Linked DNA regions of Mus musculus: all the other regions are linked to region 1. Evidence: chromatin contacts called from public Hi-C and HiChIP or PLAC-seq data. All regions are on one chromosome and are shown on one strand. The core of a region is the stretch at or near the end of the contact, and the rest is flanking DNA. Distances in the headings are between cores, read along the strand shown.

What was found. Hi-C and Micro-C count contacts between places; a contact is called where the count stands out from the background. HiChIP or PLAC-seq counts read pairs in DNA pulled down with a chosen protein or histone mark.
Region 2: a Hi-C map of the C2C12 cell line shows a contact between it and region 1, with 2.4 times the contacts expected there. The contact joins two enhancer-like sites. A contact is called at or near these places in 1 of 15 datasets of contacts at CTCF or cohesin (large pre-B cells), 1 of 484 Hi-C or Micro-C datasets (the C2C12 cell line) and 3 of 115 datasets of contacts at active chromatin or transcription factors (T-cell acute lymphoblastic leukemia, acute myeloid leukemia and large pre-B cells).
Region 3: a contact with region 1 is called in an H3K27ac HiChIP or PLAC-seq map of embryonic fibroblasts, with 11 times the contacts expected there. The contact joins two enhancer-like sites. A contact is called at or near these places in 4 of 484 Hi-C or Micro-C datasets (all in uterus) and 2 of 115 datasets of contacts at active chromatin or transcription factors (embryonic fibroblasts and pancreatic cancer cells).

What each region holds. Positions count from the first base shown.
Region 1 is chr15:62,656,630-62,661,022 of GRCm38.p6, reverse strand. No RefSeq gene overlaps it. Among named protein-coding and RNA genes, the nearest start is that of Gm41333, 10 kb to the left of the region's middle. Within about 2 kb of position 2,207, at least 25 of the 459 cell types and tissues checked have an H3K27ac peak or open chromatin away from gene starts, as enhancers often do. A contact at or near this core is called in the C2C12 cell line, embryonic fibroblasts and pancreatic cancer cells, where this site is marked.
Region 2 is chr15:63,650,703-63,655,095 of GRCm38.p6, reverse strand. No RefSeq gene overlaps it. Among named protein-coding and RNA genes, the nearest start is that of 4930449C09Rik, 65 kb to the left of the region's middle. Within about 2 kb of position 2,350, at least 38 of the 459 cell types and tissues checked have an H3K27ac peak or open chromatin away from gene starts, as enhancers often do. A contact at or near this core is called in the C2C12 cell line, where this site is marked.
Region 3 is chr15:63,338,265-63,342,657 of GRCm38.p6, reverse strand. No RefSeq gene overlaps it. Among named protein-coding and RNA genes, the nearest start is that of Gm41335, 17 kb to the left of the region's middle. Within about 2 kb of position 2,092, at least 70 of the 459 cell types and tissues checked have an H3K27ac peak or open chromatin away from gene starts, as enhancers often do. A contact at or near this core is called in embryonic fibroblasts and pancreatic cancer cells, where this site is marked.

The sequences.
Region 1 (4,393 bases), core at 958-3,457:
TCCCCTTCTCTTTATCACTATTTGGTGTGATCGTCATCACACCTTAAAGGAACTACATTTACTCTGTTTATACATATAGAAAGCTGGGGCATGTAAAGCTCACGCTGACTGTTAGCATTATGTCTAAAGTGTAAAACAGAATTTGTCTCTTCCTAAATGAGCATACTTCCCTCAAAATATATATGTACTATTGAAAATATATGTAAATATAAAACACATTCCACTTAATAAGTAATTGATTATATGATGGAATATTATACACCTATTATAATGTATGTTCATAATCATAGAGGAAATAAATAATACAAACAAAATAATGTGATGAGCAAATGAGTGGATGTTATAGTTGTATTAAAGGATTATATTTGCCCCCAAAACATTTTAATAGTATAATCATCATTTTAATTCAGTTTTAATTTTGTTACTTATTATTAATTTACTTAGTTCATATTCTTTTTTTTTTTTAGGTATTTTCCTTGTTTACATTTCCAATGCTATCCCAAAAGTCCCCCACACCCTCCCCCCACCCTGCTCCTCTACCCACCCACTCCCCCTTTTTGGCCCTGGCGTTCCCCTGTACTGGGGCATATAAAGTTTGCAAGTTCAAAGGGCCTCTCTTTGCAGTGATGGCTGACTAGGGCATCTTTTGATACATATGCAGCTAGAGACAAGAGCTCCGGGTTACTGGTTAGTTCATATTGTTGTTCCACCTATAGGGTTGCAGTTCCCTTTAGCTCCTTGGGTACTTTCTCTAGCTCCTCCATTGGGGGGCCGTGTGACCCATCCAATAGCTGACTGTGAGCATCCACTTCTGTGTTTGCTAGGCCCCGGCATAGTCTCACAAGAGACAGCTATATCTGAGTCCTTACTTAGTTCATATTCTTATAGGTAGTGTTTTAACTTCATCTTCACACACACACATATATACAAGGATTGACTTGAAAACTCTGTTATCTGTAAATACTTCTAGAACATGGAACTTGTGTGTTAGACCTAAATCAAGAGAAAATTTAATTTTTAGCATGATTGTGTCTGCATCTGTGGTTTAAATCTTGATTAAAGGGGAAGGAATATTATTGTGTGAGAACACAAAGGAAGTAATAATTTGACAAAATTTAATTAGACTTTAAATTTAAGTAGATAGTAATCATTGAACATGCAATGGACATGCAGATAAAGGGAAATGCGCTGTGACCCACCTACAGGTCATATACAAGTGACAGACAGAAAAGCTTATCAAGACCTCAGGAGACATACGTCTGAACTGTGCTTTTCCTACCTAGAGTAATAGTTGTTGAGAAAGCTACCAAATCCTGAATAACTAGCAACTATCATTGAGGGTAGTCAGACAGAACTTCAGCCTGACCTTTCTATTCTCTAGCAGGCTCAGGGGAAAAACTTTCAGAAACACTTGGAAAGCCATGCTTTGTCTTTTCCTAGTCTTGTGAAGGCCAATGAAGAGACAAGCCACTTGATAGGGAATGACAGAGAGTAAGGGAAACCCAATATGTATTTAAAATGTGGCATTAACAGAAAAAAAAGTCTAACCTATCTGAGGAACTGGAATACCCTGAAGTCGGTAATACTCTTCATTTTAAGGAAAGAGTCATTCCCCTATGTTTCTGGGCAGAGAGCGTGTATGAATAAGGTCATAAATGCCATGGCTACTCTGAGGTCATTGTGAGAAAATAATAGTCCTTGATGATAAAAGAACTGCTTAGTCATCAATTCCAGCCCGTTTGCCAACAAAGAAGAAGAAAGAAAGAAACATTTGAAAATCAGCAAGCACTGAATTCCACTAGGACTGGATTCTTACTGAGATTTGGATCTTCAAAGCCTCTCTGCAGCTGTATGTCCCTCCCTTTAATTTCGAGGCAACTTGAAAGAAGTCCTTCTTTCTTAGAATTATACTTTTTATTTACAGAATAGATCTCCCCTTTCACACCACCCTAAGAGAGCTGGCTAGCCAAGCTCCTGAAACATGGACAAGAATTATTCATTTAATGCAATGAAAGATAAATGGTCAGGACTGGTGCTGCCACAGCAACCCATGCCTAAGCCAAACCACAGGTGATACGTTTGGGTCTCAAGATTGCTGAGAATGTTGGATGGAATTCAGTTTAAGGTTATTTTATTACTACATAAGCAGACCACAGACCATAGTTGTGAAGGACACATAAGACAGGAATCCAGATGAAGACACACTTTCTCCCCTTCTCCAGTTAACCATGGAAGTGGTCTCCATGGTTGTGAGATGGCATGCAGGCAAGGATGAGTGTGTTCCAGAAGAAAGGACAATGGAATGTTACTCATATCTTAAGTTTGTGATGAAGGAGAGAAAGCATAAAGTCTTCCTTGGCAAATGAAGCAAGCCTCCTTGGTGTTGCTTCATAGAATCATAAGTTCTAGTGGGAATCCTGTAAGCCTACGTACCCATGATGTTCTTTCCCTAGAATACGTAAGCCCTCTTAGCCTTCATTTTCTGACTTGTTTTGCAAGCAAAGTAATGTCTTGGCTTTGTATCATTCCCTATGGCTCACATGTTTGAAAATTTGGTTGCAGCTATTTGGGAAGGTTATAAAGCCTCAGGCAGGTGAGGCATCACTGGAGGAGGAAGTGGGCCTTGGGGTTTTATAGCCCAGCTTCCCTTCTGACTATCTGTCCATGCAGTGTGAAAACTCACCCTCCCTTTGGCTCTTTCCTCTATGCATTCCAATCTATAAAGGAACATATCATCTGGAAACAGAGCTCTTTATCTCTTACGTTTTTGTAGCTTTTTAAATTTTACCACAGCAATAGAGAAAATAAACTAACATGGCATGATAAATAAATGTCATCACGAGATGCAATCTGACAGATAGTAGTTGCCAAAATGCACTTCTTCCCAGTCTCCCTTCATTTTTGCCATCAATATCTGTTCATTCATATACATAAACAGATCAGGAGTCCTAGGATCATATGGGTATCATTTTGCAAGTTGACAAAAAGAAGACTTTCTGACTACTTCTCAAGGGACTTCCACTTGGGCAGGGAAGAGCCCCCACTTAATTTCAGACAACCTCTCAAAGTTCTCACTTTTGCATAGTGCTGCCCCTGCAGAAAATAGCATTTATGTGACCATGGAATGGAAGCAAAACAGCCGTTATTGTATCACTTCACAAGGTCTGAAATGGAGACAAAGCCAGGAACAGTTATGTTTCTGACGTAGGGGATCTGGAAAGGTTCAGCCCAGCTCTTTATATATTTCATGCAATGCCTCAGCCCTCATGCCATGTATTAGGCTGTCGTTTCATTGACATGGTAACAGATGCTTTGATCATTGTACTTTAAAATAATTTATTAACTTTTTCACTTGGGTATGAAGGACTGATATCATATTCTATATTTTATACATGAGAACACTTGTCTTCAGAGAGGGTAAGGATCATAGATATTAACTAGCAAGCCAGGAAGTCTTACACACTCTTTGTGGACTCAAGCAAACATTTGCAGCAGTAGCTACCCATAGCTTTGGGAGGTTTTGCTTACTTGAACAACTTTTTCTTATGGAACAACAAACTCTTTTCCTGTGTTAATGCTGTGAAACACTAATTAGCTCTGAGAACCTTTGCAAATCTCTGGAAATAAATAAATTTTGTCTGAAAGTATTCTGTTATCTGACATAACAAAACACATGCTGATAGCTTGTAACTTTCCTACTCCATTCAGGAATATTTGATCTACTGCACAACTGGATCTGAAATAGGAACCAAATATTCCTAATTTCCAATCTGCAATACATACTTTTTAGCATATGTGCTGTTGAAGTGAACACTTAAGCCATATTCCTTACCTAATTAGCTGCCCAACTACTTTCCAAAAACTCATAGTGCAAGTGGGAGTCATTGATTGTGTACAATATACTATGCTTTATAAAACATGTACAGCAAGGTTGAATACAAATTTTGTCCTAAATGTGATACTTCTATGGTAATAATAATGGAATGACGTTAACCCTAACTCTAATGTTAAAACAGCAGTATATAAGAGTATTCTGCTGAATTGAAGCAGTTAACCAGATAGTTGCTTTGCCATTGAAATATATTTTATAAAGTGAGAGAAGAGATACATAATTGCCATAATTACAGGCAAGGCATGGTGCTGAGGAGATAATAGATGGTGACTGTCATAGAAAGAGCTACTTTGGAAGGAATGTTTCTTTGGTAGGAGGGCACTCCAAACTAGGGAACTGATTTTTGACTGGAACAATAGAATAAGATTTAGACATCTAAAGAACTGTGATAAAACAAGAAATTTTCTAGAGTGAGGATACAGAAGAGGGCATCATAGACAGTGTAGGACAAGTAGAGAAACGTACAATACTCTGAATAGCCAGAGGACAGACCATGTCAAA
Region 2 (4,393 bases), core at 1,101-3,600, 990 kb before region 1:
TACTGCTTCATCTCTCCAATGTCTTCAGTAAATAGTATTAAGGCCAGCATGTTAGTATGAGCAAGGGATGTGAAAGACCCATGACAGTGCCTGGCTTTGTAGCTGGGCTCTGACTTACCAGCTTTTTGACCTTGGAAGTTCATTTAACCTATTGAGCATCAGTTTCCTCTGCTGTGAACTATGGGGTAATGACAGCTGTCTTACCAGGATTGTATGACAAACCGGAACTAGTTGCATCTAACATTGTGCACACTTTACTGATGACAGTTTTGGGTCTGAGACATTTGCTATCTTGCTCAAGATCACAACATAAGTGAACAGTAGACTTGAGGTTGAATCTTGATGTTCAAATTGCAAGAATGGTGCCTTTTCTATTTCTTTCAAATTCACTTTTAAAACTGAACTGATCAATGCATGTCTTCTCCTAAGATACGCATCAGTACGTTCCCTTGTTCTAGTACCAGTATCTGATAGCTTTAGACTCCCTGGAGTCTATGTATTCTGAACTTTCATGATGTCTAAACCCATCACAACAGAGTGACATTTTCTTTCACGTAGTACCCAGCTATCACAGAGCAGAGTCCATGCAAACCGCCTGCCAACAATTTGATATTGAACAGTCTGGATTTGAGAAAAGTGTGGGACTGTGGCATGCCAGCTCTTGAATGTCTCCCTTTGGTCTTCCTGACTTTTCCTTTTCTCCCAGCAATTCACCCTTTGAAACTCTATGTTCTTGATGTTGAAGGGATGGCAAGTTTAGCTATCATCTGACCTGGAAAGATGACCCTTAGGCAGAAAGATGACCTCAGGAAGATTAGGGAAATAGCTGTCTCCCACTGTGGACTCAGACTATTAGACATGAAAACCCATTGTTTCCCACCAATCCCAGACCCCCCTTGAGAAGAGCCACGTGTGTGTAATCATAGGTTCTCATATTAATTCCCCTGGGACCACAACATTCCCAGTTGGTGTACACGTAGTGCCACTACATCCTTGGACTGACAGGTACTTTGGTTCCATTTTCTGGTCTAATTCTCTGGCTGATATTTGGGTCCATCTTTCTACGATCCTCTCAACTGTTCTAACGACACAAAGTTCCATTTTGGGAGTTGTACCAGGCCACCTTGGGAAAACAAAATCTGTCTCCATTTCTCAATTGCCATTTGAGGGTCCAGCGGAAAGAACACAAATTTGAACAAACAGTATTTCATTGTATATTCAACAGAGAAACACACTCTTGTATGTCAACATTACGAGGAAGGCTGAGGATAGCTTTATAGTTTCTCTGAGGAAACGATCGTTCAGTTGGTACAAACGCTTATAGGACTTTTTATCTTACTCTTCATAGCCACTGGTCCCTGAAGAGAAGCTCTTTTATCACACTGGATTTCTCTGTTTCCCACTTGAGAACCTTAACCCCTTGGAGTAGGATCTATGCGCTTTGTAATCCAGAAGTTTTTATTCGGATACCATACTCATTTCTATCCTGGCACATGTTAGCAAGAGAAGAGTAAAAATTGTTAATTCATGGGAGAAAATAACAGCATTAATGAATGTATAGATTTACAAAGACACACATATACCATACTCATTTCTATCCTGGTACATGTTAGCAAGAGAAGAGTAAAAATTGTTAATTCATGGAGAAAATAACAACATTAATGAATGTATAGATTTACAAAGACACACATATACCATACTCATTTCTATCCTGGTACATGTTAGCAAGAGAAGAGTAAAAATTGTTAATTCATGGAGAAAATAACAGCATTAATGAATGTATAGATTTACAAAGACACACATATACCATACTCATTTCTATCCTGGTACATGTTAGCAAGAGAAGAGTAAAAATTGTTAATTCATGGGAGAAAATAACAGCATTAACGAATGTATAGATTTACAAAGGCACACATCATTGGATTGCTTTTGAACCCCATTCTCACTCCCCAGTCCTGTGCACCTAGGAGATACAGCATATAGCTTAGGTTGTTATGTATGCAAGGGGATTTAGAAGAGATCCTTTGGAGGAATGTCATATTTTAAAGATGGAGCTACTTTAAAAAAAAAAAGAGTCTCTCTGACCTTGAGTAAGCAACTTTATACACCATCTTACATGGCTGGTTTTAAATTGTCTGTTAGAGGCCACAATGGTAGCTGTTCTGCCAGGCCCTGAGACTGTTCAAGGGATGAAGCGAGATAATGCAGGTGAAGTCTTAAGTACTGGCTTAAGGGCAGCTGTGTGCGTAGTGTTTGAAAAATGTGCGCACTGGGAGCAGGAGGCTTGATTTCAAGCCTCCAGGCTGCACATCTTGAAGCTGAACTATGTTCAGGGTGAATCAAACAATTCCAAATACTGGCAGCAGGGGGCGCTCTTGCACTTTCCTTAGATTGTCCTAATCGGCTAAGAGGAGGAAACAACTTTTTGTCTCCATTTTCTAATTTAGTTCTTGGGTCCATTTGGGTGTGGAGGACAACATTGTGTCCGTTCACTGGGATGGTCCAGCCCATGAATTTCCAAAATGGCAGCAGTCTGATCTAGATTGATTTTGTTTTTATCTGTGCTTTGTGTAGGTGCCACAGACAATCTGGGTCCCTGGTCTGGCATGTAGGACAGATAGGTGCTGACCCTGTGACCTAAATTTCACAAGAAGAGTCCAGGTCAACAAAGAGTTTGATAGTTCGAGGGGCCAAACTGTCTTCTGGCTTGTTCATGATCGACCTGTGGTAGCATGGTGTGTAGCAGTAGCGGGGATATTCTGCTGTACTGTCAGGAATGAAGATGAGATGTGGAATGTGGGTCCTAGGGGGTACATCTTAAAAGCCCTAGCTAGTGTGGATGGGTCGTTATGGGACGGCATCAATGAGTAAATGAGTCCATGTTGCATCATTGCCATCTTATCATGGACACTGGAAGCCTTGAAGATAAATGAGAAAGGTGTGAGACACATATGGCATATATGGGTTTACAGAAACTCAGCTCAGGCCTCACACTCTGGTATGCTTTGTGCTGGTCTTTGATGTGTGTGTGTGTGTCAGAGTGGGGGTTAGGGGTTTCTACACCATACCCCTTTTGTTGATACTGACAATATAAAACCAAGAGGACAGTATAAGTAATTTTCCCAATGCAACTGACCAAGTTTTTTAAAAATGTGTATCATATACATATGTGTCTATATATGGCATATATGTATATATCATATATAAAATATATTTTAGACATAGTGCCAAAAGTGTGTGTGTATATACATACATATATATATATATATATATATATATATATACACATGTATATATATGTATATACACACACACACACACACACACACACATATATATATATATATATATATATATATATTCATTCAATTCTTGGATTGCAACCAATTAAGCCATTAAAGCGAGGTAAGTTGTTCCTTTAATCTGTGAATTTCATGTGAGTTTTACTAATGTCCCAATCACAAATCATGCCAAAATGAGGAGCTGAGTCCCACATTAAACTTGAGTTTCGTTAGCCTCCTTAAGCTCAGAAAAGCTTCCTGTCTTTTGCGACAATACTACCTTGGAAGGACACAGATTGAGGTATGTTGTAGACTCTTCCTCAAGCCAGTTTTCCCCACGATGCCTTGTGATCAGATTCAACTCCCGCATTTCTAGCCCCAGCATCGTGGAAGGGCTACTGTGTCTTTTCAAGCACTATGGTGGATACACATAATGCCAGCTTCCCTCATTACTGGTGATGTGAGCTATTTGCCTAAGGTCCTTTCTGCCAGGCTTCTCTGCTGCCAAGGCTCTGAATTTCCCTTTGTAGCTAATGCGTAGCCCTATTGGCAGACTCTTCCCGTGGCTGACTTCTGCCTCCCGTCACACAGCAGTACCTTGTTTGTTCTCACCTTGATGTTTCTTATATGCATTGATGATGGTGAACAGCCCAGCAAGTGCGCCTGTTTCTTCCCTTCCTCCCACTTTTGTTCTCAGTTGTACATGGCAAGGAAAACCAATTCCTTCTTTCATATTTCTCCCAGAAAAAAAATCCTCTTTATAAGAGTTCACATCCTTGAGCACACATGATAGGAGCTGGTAGCCAGGCCTTAAAATTATGCTCTTTAGCCTTATGGACTAGTAGCATTTTTCACATTTGTGCAGTGTACCAGACAACACGTAAGTACTATGTCCTTTTGTTGCAAACAAGGAAACCGAGGCTCAGAAAACGCACCTCCTCACCACACATGCTTCCCTCAACATGATCAGGATTTGATTTTGTGAGCTCCCTCTGGGCATGGCAGGTAGGTAAGTTGCATTTAGATCTTCTAAACACTTAGCCTCACAGATGCCAAGCTCTGTCCTTCTCTGTGAATGAATGCACGGATGAACAAACGAAGACAAAAGCAGT
Region 3 (4,393 bases), core at 843-3,342, 680 kb before region 1:
TTTCTGCAGGTAATTGATAAACTGAAGTAGAGTAGAAGATTTTAATGCCAAGGCTAGAGGGAATATACATTACTCCTTTTTAAAATTACAGTGTACAGGACAATTCATGTGGTCCCAACTGACCACTCACATTTATGGATGGGGTAGAATGAAAATTAGGAGATCTCACTGAAACATATGTAATTATTCAAGTCCCAGAGTGAATAAATATAGAATTAGAAATGTGGCTGAGGTCAGAGAATTGACAAGATCTTTATGGTAATGATGATGATTAATAATAGCTAAAACATTTAGAGCACTTACAGTATTCCAGGCTTATATGCATACATTAATTCCTGAAATCCTTATAAAAGCCCTTTGATGTAATGGTATTATTATATCTTTTAATATAGACCAAGGAGTAAAGAGCAAGTAAATAACTCTCTTGAGGTCACAGACTTCTAAGTGGCAGAACAAGAATTTGAATGTAGGGCGTCTGCTTCCAGAGTCTGTGAGTTTAACTGATGTCATATGCTACATAATTATTAACTTCAAATACTTGAAGAATGTCACATTAATATGTAAGTATCTTTGCTATGAGTTCCCAAGGGATAGAATTATAACTAACAAATGGAATGGAAATGATGGCAGTGCTCAGCCCAGAAGAAGGAAGTGCTTTCTAAAAGGAGCTGTCTCAAAGGAAGCAAACTGCAGCCTGAGATAGTGCAATCTTCATCAGCGGAGGTGCCCAAGCATACTAAGAGAAAACCCTTGATAAGGATGCCAATCCAATCATCCAGTAGAGATCCAATCATCCAGTGAGTGCTTCAAGGAGATAACCACTATTCTTCTCGAATATTCAAGAGTTGGAAAGTTTTGCAAATACATGCTTGCCAAGATTTCCTGAGGAGTGTAAACTTTCAGAATTAGTGTCTCAAAGTAAGTTCTAAAAGCTGTATCATCCAAGAACTGGACCTGAAGCTAGCTAGAACAGTGAGTTCTCAACCTTCCGAATGCAGTGACCCTTTAAATAAAGTTCCTCATGTCGTGGTGACCCTCAAACGTAATTTTGCTACTGTTATGACTAGCAGTATAGATATTGGTCTTTGGGGGTCATGACCTACAGGTTGAGAGTCATTGAGCTGGAAGGAGAAGGCTGGGGAGGGTGTAGAATAAATAATTCCTTACCTTTGAATCTTAGCAGTTTACTTAGAAGCAAAGGCTCATGGTTGTGTATTGACAGAGGGCCACCTATAGAATTCTAACCTGGAGATGAGCCCATGATTTGTACATGGTAGAAGATCTCCATTTTGGCTCAGTAGTACTGGCTCTCTGCTCCAGAAGCCTCTGTTTCTATTTTATAAAAGTGGTTTCCCAGGTTTAAGACTTATCTGAATCAATGGGAGAGCTCAATAAACCAACTGCACCTTCTCATTCAGTGCATTGAGGCTAGAGCTTGCAAACTTTCCTACCCCAGTGCTGTTCTTGCCTCTGCTTTCACCTTTTAGGAGACTACTCTCTGGGAACCATTGCTCTAACAGGGGCTTCTGGTTCAATACCATAAGCCTTTGTTTATATGTCTAGCTTCTCCTTGCTTATCTTTGTTTTACCCCCACCTAACCCACCATGGGTTTCTTGATAAAATTTTACTGAGGAAATGCATTGAAAGAAATATTAGTTTTCTAGAAGTTCAAAGAGGGGAAAGAAATCATGGGAATCTTTCAGAAGAGAAATCCTGTGTTGTCACCTTTCACATAGCTGGAAGCATGACTCATGCAAAGACATGCCTATCTTTGCTGAAAAGCAAACACAGACACACCAGTTTTGTGTGTCCTGGAATGTGCATCAGAGACGTCTCCTTATCACCTCTTCCTCATTCTTTTTCTGTCTCTTTAAATAGATGGTCACCACCACTTCATGCAAGGAAAGTATTATTTAGAGTGTGGAATGCAATTTGCTTCTTCCCAGAGTTAGTTCCCTTCGGACTGTCTTTGGATGAACTTTGCAGTCTTCACTGAAGGGGGAACCCTTTCCCACTGTTCTCTGGGAGAGCCACGGCTTTGAAGTCACAGCTGGCTTGACTAAACTCATTTCCTCCCTCCACAATGTGCCTCTGATGCAGTGTTGGCTGAGGCTCCCCCTTGCCGGCTCCTGCTATTGAACCAGACCCAAGTGCAATGTTTAATGTGAGTGTTTGGCTTGGCTTGAATTTGGCCAAATCATCTGTACTTCGTTTCATTTGAAAGCTCTACTTTTTTTTTCCCTCCCCGTTTCTCTCTCAAATAGTTCATTCCAGATGTTTTTGATTTGTCTTTCTGTGGTCCACTCCACCCAGTTCCTAAATCAGTAAATCATTTTCATGCTTCTTCCAAAATCTAAGCAAAGAGAAGTGCTCAATTAGAAAGAGCAACTGATTATTGGTTCCTTAGGCTTCAGTGTGGCTCTTTTCTTCAGGAACTACATTTCCAAGGTAGGAGAGAATGTGACAGAACATGTAGATTCCAAATTCCTAGCATTCAGGATCAGAGAGTATGCACAATAGGGATGTGTACATAATATGAACATCCAATTTTATTGCCTAGTTCAAGGCTTGATAGCACTGTTCTTGTTTGAATGCTTTCTGTGACTCAAGTGCACATGGAGACACCCATTCTATGAGCTTATGTGTATCCTTACATGACAGAAATACTAACTAATCAAGATCCCAGCAATTTTCTCATGGTGATGGAGGCAAGGGTAAACAGATGGAGCTAAGATGCAGGGAATGGTTATTTTATTGTCATTATAAGGAGTGAGGGCCTTATGAGAAAGTCCCATATCTGACAGATTAGGGAAGCTAGAAGGAGAAAAATTGCACACATTCAGAGTTTCTCAGAGTTTAAGAATTTACAAAGAAACTCTTGGATGCAACTAGGTGATAAAGTCAGATGAAATATGGGGAAAATGCTGTAAGGTGCTGGAGAAATGGATAGGTCAGCAGTTTAGAGCACTGGCTACTCTTACAGAGGACTCAGGTTCAATTCCCAGCACCTACGTAGTAACTCACAAATGTTTGTAATTAGAATTTTGTGGATATGACTCCTGACTTCAATGAGCACCAGACATAATGTCATAATGTACTACACATGCACACACACACACACATACATCACACACACATATATCACACACACACATCACACACACAGAAAAAAATTACATACAGGCAAATCACTCATACACATAAACTAAATAAATAAGTTAAATAAATAACTACCTAAATAAGATTTCTTTAAATAGTTTTAAGAAATTTTGATGTGATGTGAATGAAATTTCTCTGACAAATTTACAAATGACTCCAGTGAAGACCTACGTGCCCTCTAAAATCTTTCCTAAAGATGATGTAAGTTCTCTTTTGAACTTGATGTTAATATGAGACTTACTGTTCAGAGTACACCAATAATAGTTTATGCTACTTATTTTATTTCATGCTTTTATTCATTTATTTACCATATGACACCAGATTATAAAAGTATGCAAATAGCTTTTAGAGGTATACATATGCTTATTTATATATTAATTTAGAAAAGAAAGTTCTAGTTATTTATAGAATAATATATTTATTTAGGATAGCAATTTTAACTTGTACGTACCATCCCTAACAATGAGTATAGTACACAATCAACTTTAGGACCACAATTAGATAGTGAAGATCATGCAAAGTGAATATAATAGTAAAATTTATAACTGATACAGGAAAGGAATATGACTCATGAAATTCAATAAAAACATAGCTTCAGTTTGAACATTATATCTAATGATATTATTTGACTTCTGAGATCAGTTGTCCAGGACACTTCTGGAAAATGTTGCCAGATTGTAATCTGAACATAATTACCTATAAGCAACCATTTGCTTATTTTATCTTTCAAAAATTTATAACAAAATATCCTGTGAGTATACAATACAACCTGTGTAAATATAAGTTAAAATTCTAGTCTTGATTCAATAATAAGACCTCTCTTCACATCTCTCTCACTAAGTTGGGTAACTTAGATGTATAAAAGAATGCAAGGATAAACCAACACTTCATCAGTTGCCCAGTCTTTTTCTTTTTCTTTTTTTTTCTTTTTCTTTTTCTTTTTCTTTTTCTTTTTCTTTTTCTTTTTCTTCTTCTTTTTCTTTTTCTTTTTCTTTTTCTTCTTCTTCTTCTTTTTCTTTTTCTTTTTCTTTTTCTTTTTCTTTTTCTTCCCTTTTTTTTTCTTTTTGGTTTTTCAAGACAGGGTTTCTCTGTATAGCCCTGGATGTCCTAGAATTTACTTTGTAGACCAGGCTGGCCTCGAATTCAGAAATCTGCCTGCCTCTGCCTCCCAAGTGCTGGGATTAAAGGCATGTGCCACCATGCCCGGCTGTTCCCTCTTTTTCTTCCCTTCTA